2 separate regions of the Anas platyrhynchos genome follow, and region 2 is linked to region 1. A link is a contact called in public Hi-C data. All regions are on one chromosome and are shown on one strand. The core of a region is the stretch at or near the end of the contact, and the rest is flanking DNA. Distances in the headings are between cores, read along the strand shown. Region 1 has its middle 33 kb from the start of SNTB1. Region 2 overlaps SNTB1 (syntrophin beta 1).

What was found. Hi-C and Micro-C count contacts between places; a contact is called where the count stands out from the background.
Region 2: a contact with region 1 is called in a Hi-C map of skeletal muscle, with 2.6 times the contacts expected there. The contact joins two enhancer-like sites. A contact is called at or near these places in 5 of 8 Hi-C or Micro-C datasets (F1 follicle, liver, skeletal muscle and 1 more).

The regions. Positions count from the first base shown.
Region 1 is chr2:12,988,262-12,992,984 of IASCAAS_PekinDuck_T2T, forward strand. No RefSeq gene overlaps it. Among named protein-coding and RNA genes, the nearest start is that of SNTB1, 33 kb to the right of the region's middle. Within about 2 kb of position 2,225, at least 1 of the 8 cell types and tissues checked has an H3K27ac peak or open chromatin away from gene starts, as enhancers often do.
Region 2 is chr2:13,125,515-13,130,144 of IASCAAS_PekinDuck_T2T, forward strand. The region is part of intron 4 of SNTB1 (syntrophin beta 1); the gene reads left to right. Among named protein-coding and RNA genes, the nearest start is that of MRPL13, 45 kb to the right of the region's middle. Within about 2 kb of position 2,172, at least 2 of the 8 cell types and tissues checked have an H3K27ac peak or open chromatin away from gene starts, as enhancers often do.

The DNA of each region.
Region 1 (4,723 bases), core at 975-3,474:
TTTGCATTTACTGACATGAATTTCATGTGCAATTTTACTACCAAAACACTCTGTATCAAAAAATCAGAAGGATTTCATGACTTCAAAGACCTTTTCAATTATCCTTAAGCATTTCATATTTTCTTTAAGTTTTGCCACCTTGCACCCTCGCTCCTTTTGTTGTGGATCATGTAAGGGTTGTGCCTGTCAGCAGATTCAGCAAGTTTCCCTAGCGGTGACCACTGGTAATCTACTGCCTTAGAAAAGTGACCAGTAATTCCCACAACTACAATTTAACCAGATATTAATGACCCATGAAATCGTGTTTAATTTTGTCCTGGGATGACTTAGTTGCTCTAAAAGTCTTTAGTAAAAGACCTAGTCAAAAGCTTTTGGGAAACCAGTTCAAAAGTACCAATCTCATACCTGGTGACTTCTTCAGAGAAATCTAGTAAATAGGAGGTATACAATTTTCCTTTACAAAAATCCAATTGGACTCTTGCTCATTTTATAGCTTTTATGTATGTCTAGTAATTCTGGTCATTTATGTTATTCCTCCACCAATTTGTGGCTAGATATCATATTTAATGCTCTGTAATCTCAGCAGATTACTTTAGACCCTTGAAAAACCCAGTGCCACCTTCATTCCTCTGATATCTCAAAAGTAATTTCAAAATGCCATAAAATTTACATACTGCTGTATAATAAAATGTATCTAAAGTCTCTTAGAAACAGGCCGGTGATTTGTAGCTAAAATGCTTATTTTTCACAAGGGCTGAATCACTTTGCAGATTAAAGTACAGGTACAGTTTTTTAAACTATGACTCTTGTAGTGCTGTCTAGGAAACACAGCAGAATCTCATTGCAATATTTTTCAGAGTACTTCAGAACATGTTTTAAAAGCAGCTTTAAACCTTGTGAAATTACTGCTCCTTTTGGGTATTAATATATATATACATATTTATCATTGCCATCTCATACAAAAGCAAAGTAAAGCAATTATTAGCCCAGAAGCAAAAGAGAGGATGCCAGACCCATGAATAAATATAAGCATCCTACCATTCAGCACCTTGTACTAGACATAAGGGTTGCATTTTCTCTCCCAATTTATTACATTGCAAATTGGAAAAAAAAAAAAAAAAAAAAAAAAAAAGCCTTTAATTATGTCCCTGCTTTACAAGACATTTTCCTATGAACGCTTCCTGATTTTCGTCATGACTGTGGCTCATGACAACTGTGCAGGAAAAAAATAAAATAAAATAAAAACAACACTTAAATTCCATGCTCTTAAGATGTTCTTAATGAAATAAACCCCTCTAGGAATCACTTTATTTCCTAATAACTAATTGACATTTTTAAATTGGGTTGACCAGTGTTTACTTTACAGTGCTATTCTGGCATGTAGTTAATACTATCAGAAAATATGCTGTCTGACTGAGATAGGATATGAGCTATTTTTTTTCCCCCAGATACAGCAAGTATGGATATGTACCTACACTGTAGCATCTGGGATAAAATTCCAGAGCCCTCCTGAATTAAAGAATGTGAATATGGACTAGCAAGTCTGATTTTAATGCCAGTGCAAGAAGGGTTCTTATTACCAGTTTCACAACCTATTCAAAAATGTGTTTGTGCATGTCTTTGATGCAGAAGCTTATAAACAAGAATTCTGTATTTGCTGGACAAATATATTTTACTTCCTTTTTGCACAATCATTACTAATGATGAATGTGGAACAAGAAGATCAGATTGTGTTTTCTATATGATTTTTATCAATTTAACATCCGTAGAACATTTTAAAGGCTTCTTTTGCTTTCTTCATATGTAACTTACCTTGGAATTTCCAGATTCACCCTCTCTTGTGATGTAAAGCTCCATTCTTTTAACTAACCAGAGGATATTTACATATGTTCAAAATGGATGTATGATGGTAAATTATACCAGCATTCCCAACTTAACATTCTGGCCCTTTTCCAAATGTTATAGCAGAACAAATAATTTTCATATCAGATTTCTATTTTGCCCACTGTTTACATTATTAACTGTAGTAATATTGTTGCCAGGAACAACTGACTGCAAGTAGTGCTTGCGCAAGGGTTCGCGTGTAATAACTTGAACCACATAGTACTCTATATGGTTTTCAGTATTTTCTTGCCTTTTAGAGCACCAGAGGAGCTATTGCTTTTCTAATGGTTACTACTGAAATAGGAATGAGGCAGAGGTAGACCAGCACAAAAAAGGAAGTTATTATTTAAAGCACTGCATGTGTACATGTTGTACCCTAAGCAAGTTGCTTGCTCCTAAAGGCTTGCAAAGGTCACGAGCTGCTATGTCAAAACCTTTTGGCTTTTTCAATACCAGCAAACATTGCTCTGGTATCCCTGTAACATATACAAGCAAAGGCTGCCAACTGTTGCAATTCTATCTCCAGTCTCATCCTATTCTGTAGTTTCCTGCCCCTTTGCTTGGGCCGATAATGATAGGACAAGGGGGAATGGTTTTAAACTAAAAGAGAGGAGGTTTAGATTAGACATTAGGAGGAAATTCTTCACTCAGAAGGTTGTGAGGTTCTGGCACAGGCTGCCCAGAGAAACTGTGGATGCCCCACCCCTGGAGGTGCTCAAGGCCAGGCTGAATGGGGCTTTGGGCAACCTGGTGTGGTGGGAGGTGTCCCTGCTTATGGCAGGGGCGCTGGAACTGGGTGGTCTTTAAGGTCCCTTCCAACCCAAACCATTCTGTGATTCTATGAAGACCCTGCTGGTAGAACCAAGATCTTCCCCAGAGGTTCAGCTTTCATTTCTAAGGTAAGTTTCCACCCCCAATGATTAGAGAAAAAAAAGCCTGAAGATGAAAAGCAGATGCCACTAAGGGATGGGCCCAGGCTGGCAACTAAAACCAGAATTCAGAATATGCTATCATAAAAGAATGGCTTGATTCTGCCAAGCTGGGTTTGCCCATTTGACATCTTCCAGTCAGATAGTGCACCTCAAAATATGAACAGTCTAGAGGTGTCCATGCAGTGCTCTTCAACAATAAACATACAACAAACAACAATAAAGCAAATTCTCCAATCACACCCATTTACTGCATGTTGGCTCAGTTCACAGAGTGGTTTTGGACCATGTGAACAAAATTCCTTATAGAAGTTAACCCACGCCCTCACCACATCCTCCAGCCCCTCAGGTGGGGTTGGGATGTGACTGGCTCTGCAGACAGCTTCAACCCCATGCACAGTGCGACACTCAGGCCTGTCCCAAACTAAACCTTAGAACCTCACAAAGTGCAGTCATAAGGCCTCAACACCCATGCATTACCTACTGGTCCTCTTCTACTGCACTTGGCAAACCCATTGCTCCCCTTGGGCATCTCCTAAGACTTTAGATAACCCTCTTTAAACAACTAAATCCAGCCCTGTCTGGCTACTGTGACATTGGGGCCATCTGGAAAGAAATACAACTGAATCCTTGCTGTCTTACTTGGATGCATTAAGGGAGAATGGTTAATATTTTGCTACAAACTTCTTGCAGCATCTGTCCCTCTGTGCTGTATGTCCCTTACAGTCCCCTTCTGCCCTCCTGCTGCTTTATCCCCGCTCCGTGCAGATGTACCAGGTGCAAGGTGGGGGATATTAGGGAACCAAGCAGGAGAGCATCTGAGCCATTAACTCAGATTTTCTCCTCTAACGTCAGAAGATTCAGCCAAATAATTACAGCACACAGCTGGTGCTTGCTAATACACTTTAAATTTGATAATCTGTCCAGAAGTGAAGAACATTTTTATTCAGTAAAAGTTGGAAAGACAAGGCAAGAGAATTGAATGAGACAAGGTATTTTCAACGTGAGCTTTTTCATTACTGTGCTTCAGCTCTATTGACTTTAAGGCTAGAGCAACAACTAGGCAAACAAAAGACTTCTTTTCCATCTTCAGAAGTTACATAATTTAACAACTGACTTTTTTTTTTTTTTTTCTTTCTCCAGACTTGCACAGTCTTAGCTACTCCTCTCTGTCAAAACAGTGTCTGCACTCAACACCAAATTTTCTTAATTGCCCCACCTGAAGCAGAAATGTGCCAATTACGGTCTCGTCGTGATGATCAGACAACTCGCTGGAATATTTTGCACCAAGAGAAATTCACTTCTGAAGACAAGCCTGTGTAACAAACGTTTTAAATATATAAGGTGTGAAATCAGCAGTTATAATAATAGACAGGAAAGAGAAGACAAAGCAGCTCTGTTCTGGCATGGAGCTCAGTGCAGGGAGGTCCATACGGGCAGAGAGCAGCTCCATGTCCTCCTGGAGGCCCACCTGATCCATACTCTGCCCTCATAGACCTGTTGAAGGCTTCAGCCCATAGAGAGAACGCGTGAACCACAGATCCCAAAGCATGTGTGTAAATATTTAGCTGGCCTCCTGGTATCTCTGAGAAATGGAAGAGAATGTTACTTTGTCCATAGTACTGGTAGGTAAACAGCATTCAGAGACACAGACACAAGGATAACCAGAAAACATAGAGTTTCCTGTGAAAACAGAGGCTCACGTCTGCACACCATGGCCCTTTTTTTGTGTGACATATCCAGGGATGGATATGCCCAGTGCTGAGAAGCACTGCAGGAGGCTTAGAGTTTTCTGCTCCCTTCTCCTTCTGAGGGCTCGTGCTGTTTGGATGGAAACTGCAAAGAAAGTTTTGACATCAACTTGCAAGCTTTAAAATTCTGTAGCAAACTGTGTGTATACGTCCGCTGGG
Region 2 (4,630 bases), core at 922-3,421, 140 kb after region 1:
CTGTGCGTGGTGGCAGTGCAAGCTGACAATTTCAGTGAAATTCATCAATTCCAACTGACAATGGAAACTAGGTAAGGTGTTGGGGCAGGAGATTGTGTCTGGGTGTGTCACTAGATTTTGATGTGTTGCTGCCCCAAGATAAATGGCACATGATGTTGGTTTACCACATGGTAATTGTGTCCCCGTGTCAGTGTGCCAGTGTCGTCAGGGATTTATCGCTCCTCCTATTGCAACATCCTGCATGAAGGAAGGCTCGACCCAGCAGGGAGGGAGCTCCGGATAGCATCAGTGCAAGGTGGAAGGAGCTGACAGAGTTTGTAAACAGACTTATAAATAGAAGTCCCCAGTGATGAGGATTGTACGCTTTTTCTAGAGAACCTAATCCAATGCCTCACCTGCACACCAAACTTTTGCAGAACCTACCCCCAGCCTCCCTGCTCTCTGCTCTGTGTTCGAGCTGCTGGAGACTCACCATTTGGATGATATTTCTTGCACAAGCGGAAGAAACACTGGGAATTCCCGAGGAGGTGGTTCATGGTTACTGCCAGCACGTGGTGGTGCCTGCTGTGGGCTGTGTGGAGCATGAGGTTGTTCAGCTGGGCCTGTTCCTTCAGGAGTTCCCCGCCCTGTTTTATAGTGTCGGTTATCTGACCACATTCCTTCCGCCCCAAAACAAACTTTGCTGCCTTTCGTGGAAAACCCGCAGCAGAAGGTGATGCAGCTCCTCCCCTCTGTTTCGGGGAGCCATCTGTCAGTGGACAGTGAATGTAATCTGCCGTTGAAGTGACTGGAGATCCTGTGGTAAGCACAGCTCAGGAATGCTGAGGTTGCCACATCCTGACATCCAGACCTTCCTGTTGGCTGCTGATAACGGCCTGAGCAAGTCCCTTAGCCTGTCTCAGGTGTGAGGCAATCACTAATCTCTACATTTTAACCTATTTAACAAAGTCACTTTACTGTGGTGGATCACCCTCCTGGCAGGAGCAGGGTGTTGCTCACCTTCAGGAAATGAGGGCTGGAAGTCCATGGCCCCCCGCCCTCCACACACTCAGAGGGGCTGCACAAAGCTCACGTTCCTTCAGCATTTCCCTTTAGTGAGTGCTGCCCATGAGCAGCCCATGCATGCCTGTCCTACAGCTCAGCCACTTCATTGGGAAACACCTGTGTCTTGCTCAGATGGCTTATTCTCCTCGTCAGCCCCAGTTTGGCTTATGGTTGCCAGCCAGTGCACCCTTCCCCTTCCTGTCCACACAACTTCATGAACATCTGAACACCTCCAGGGATGGGGCATCCACAGCTTCTCTGGACAGCCTGTTCCAGTGCCTCACCATCCTCAGAGTAAAGAATTTCTTCCTAATATCTTAGTTAAACCTACCCTCTTTTAGTTTGAAACCTCTACCCTTGTCCTATCCCTACACTCCTGACAGAGTCCCTCCCCACCCTTCCTTCAGGCCTCCTTTAGGTACTGGCAGGCTGCTGTAAGGTCTCCCCAGAGCCTTCCCTTCTCCAGGCTGAACAACGCCAACTCCCTCAGCCTGTCCTCATAGGAGAGGTGCTCCAGCCCCTTGATCATCTTTGTGGCCCTCCTCTGGACTTGATCCAACATTTCCACGTCCTTCTTGTGCTGGGGTCACAGAGCTGAACGCCGGGCTCCAGGTGGGGTCTCACAAGAGCAGAGCAAATGGGGAGAATCACCTCCCTCACCCTGCTAGCCACACTTCTTTTGATGCAGCCCAGGATACGGTTGACTTTCTAGCCTGCAAGCCCACATTTCTGCCTCATGTTGAGCTTCTCATCAACCAACACCCCCAGGCCCTTCTCCTCAGGGCTGCTCTCCGTCCATCCTCTGCCTAGCCTGTGTTAATGTTCTGGATTGCCCCGGCCCAGACGCAGCACCTGATAAATACATTTGAGTTGTTGAATCCCCAAGGTTAACAGATTGCCTGAATTGACAAATTTCCTAAATCAGTACACCTACTGTTGTGTCTGTTTTCGACTAAAACCCTACAGGATTCTGATTTGATGTTCTGTCACACCGAGTAGTTACAGCAGCCAAATAAACACGGTCTCTGCTGTTGTTATCGACTGCTGTGTTCATGCTCAGCCAGTGATTACCCTCCTCATGACACATTTTTTTAATCCCTCTGTGCATTGATCAGTGCAATTGAGAACTTTTCACCTGGAAAGTTTGCAGACCACATGTTGTAATCTTGGCTGCTCCCATCTTTCAGATTTTTACGAGTCCTTGAGAAAACGTTTTTGCTTAGCTAATGCATATTTGAAAAGCTGCTGAAACTGGAAAACTTCAGTGCCAGATACTGCACAGAGTCATGCTTAATCTACCCAGGACATAATGAGCAGAGAAAATTGGGAAGTGGTAGAAGGATTACGATCTTCTGACAGAATTGTAAAAGCAGAATTTCAACACACCCTTTCTGTTTGTTGATAAATTTGCCTTCAAACTATGGATGCTGTTAAGATCTAAAAATATTTTCTAGGCGGTCTTTCTCAGGTTTGTGTGGAACATAAGTGACAGCTCAAATAAACCTGAGATGAGGAGATTTAGGTAGTTCCTTTAAGTCTCTGCACTGGGAGGCACAGCAACTGGCTCATAGCCCTGACTCCAAGGACCTTTTTGTCATAATCTCTCTTTCAGTGTTTCCTTATGCCCGAAATAGGAATAACAGTGCCTCCCTATGGCATGGGAATGGGGCTTAAGCAATTTCATCTTAAATGCTTGCAATCAAGTTGCATTATCTATCAGAGCAGATATGGTGAAAAAAAAAAAAAAAAAAAAACAGCCACATGTTGCACCCTGATTAAGATCAGGGATCTCTAAGTAGCTTTGGGGCAAAGCTGAGTTTTGTGACCAGAAAGTATTAAAGCACTTTGATACATGATGCAGATACGAATTGCAAACGTTTGGTGATTGTAAGCACAGGGCTGCTTATCTAGATAAACCCAATTTTTTTCAAGAATAGTGCATTGTTACATTCACTTATTTCTGTAGTGTGGCTTTCTAAACATGCAGCAGAGCACCCCCAAGAAGAGCTGCTTGAAACCCTGCCAGCTGTCCTGCCACAGTGTGCTGCAAGGTAGTGGCAAGGGCTCCAGGTGGGAAGTTGGGAAAGGAGTTTGGGCACTGATTAATCATCTTTGGGCACTGATTAACTGTCTGTGCAAGTGGGCAGAGGGGCAGGTGGCTACTACAAGGGTGCCTGAGCACCTCGGGGAAGGAGCATGAAGCAGTGTGCAAGCTGTGCAAGGTCTCTGCTTGGTGTCCTGGGTGGCTGTGTCTCCCTTTAAGGCAGATCTTGGATGAATGAGGGCTTGCACGTAGGTTTCCAAAGAGTACTGCTGCTCCAGAGCAGGTTTCAAATGTTAAGTCAAGGGTTAAGAAGTGGTTTCAAGTAAGAAAGGTCAGATTGTAGTGGCCTTCTGCTGGGCAGAGCTGCATGACTCTTGATGCACTTGTATCACGGCCTCCTCTGAGATAAATCTCAAGTGAGCAGCTGAACACCTGCTTTGAATGTCAGAGCTGGTTTTCACCGAAGAGACCATTAGATTTTGCTGCGTTGCGGTGTTTGAAACTCTTTTCAGAGCACTGCAATGAGAAGCAGCTCCCGGAGAGCCTCACCTGGCACCCGCACGTCACGCTGTACCCCACGCATCTCGCTGTCGCACACCTGCAGAGAACAATGCCCTAAGGGTCCCCACAGCACAGACACACGAGGGAGAAATTAGAGATGAGCAGGGTCTTCCTGGCTCCCTGGAGCACGTGAAAAGTCTCATTTCCCTACACACAGCACAGACCAACCTCTCCTGCCCTCTTGCGGCTCTGGGCAGAGCTCTCGGGGATACCTCTGGCAGGGTGCAACCTCCTCTGCCTGCTTCAGAGCCACCTGTGAAGTTTGCAAGATTCAATTTTTGCCTTTTGAGATGTTTTTGGGTTCTTCGGGATAAAGTATTTTTTCTGTAAGTGAAACTAGTCTGAATTTATCAAAGCTTGGGAATCCTTGGACTTGCACCCAAATATATCAGTGCTGATATATAAATGCTGTGAGATGTTCCCCTGCCTATTTGTCTAGTTTGTGTTCAGCTGCACAATCTTCTGAAGCATGATCTGCAGTTGTATGATCAAAAAGGATTTTTAAATGGTGAGACTGAATTTTTGATAATGGGGGGATAATGTGAATGAGAAGGCAGGAAAGTAAAAGGCTCATATTGGATGCATCCGACACACTTTAATTTGTAAAATGCATCTCTATTTTATTCGTATGATGAAAAACCTAAAAAGCCAGTGCAGTGGATGATGCATGAAGACCTGGGTGTCTTTTGCATGTGTGTTTTCGGTGTTCTTTTTTGAAAGGGAATAAAACCTTTCAACCATCTGTCACATAGTCCGTATCATAAGTATTAGAGCATAATTTTTAGCGCAGCTCTTGAACACTATATAAAGGAGCTTTACCTTTAATATCAAACTTGATGTGATTTTTCAGACTGCTTTCCCTCCAGCAGCAGAAGGCAGAGGGAGAGCAGCTGCCCTGCCTGCAACCAGACAACTGGCCATTCAGCTCCTGCTCTCCTGCCTTAATAACCAAGATGCAGCCCCCCCCACAGGTTTGCACCT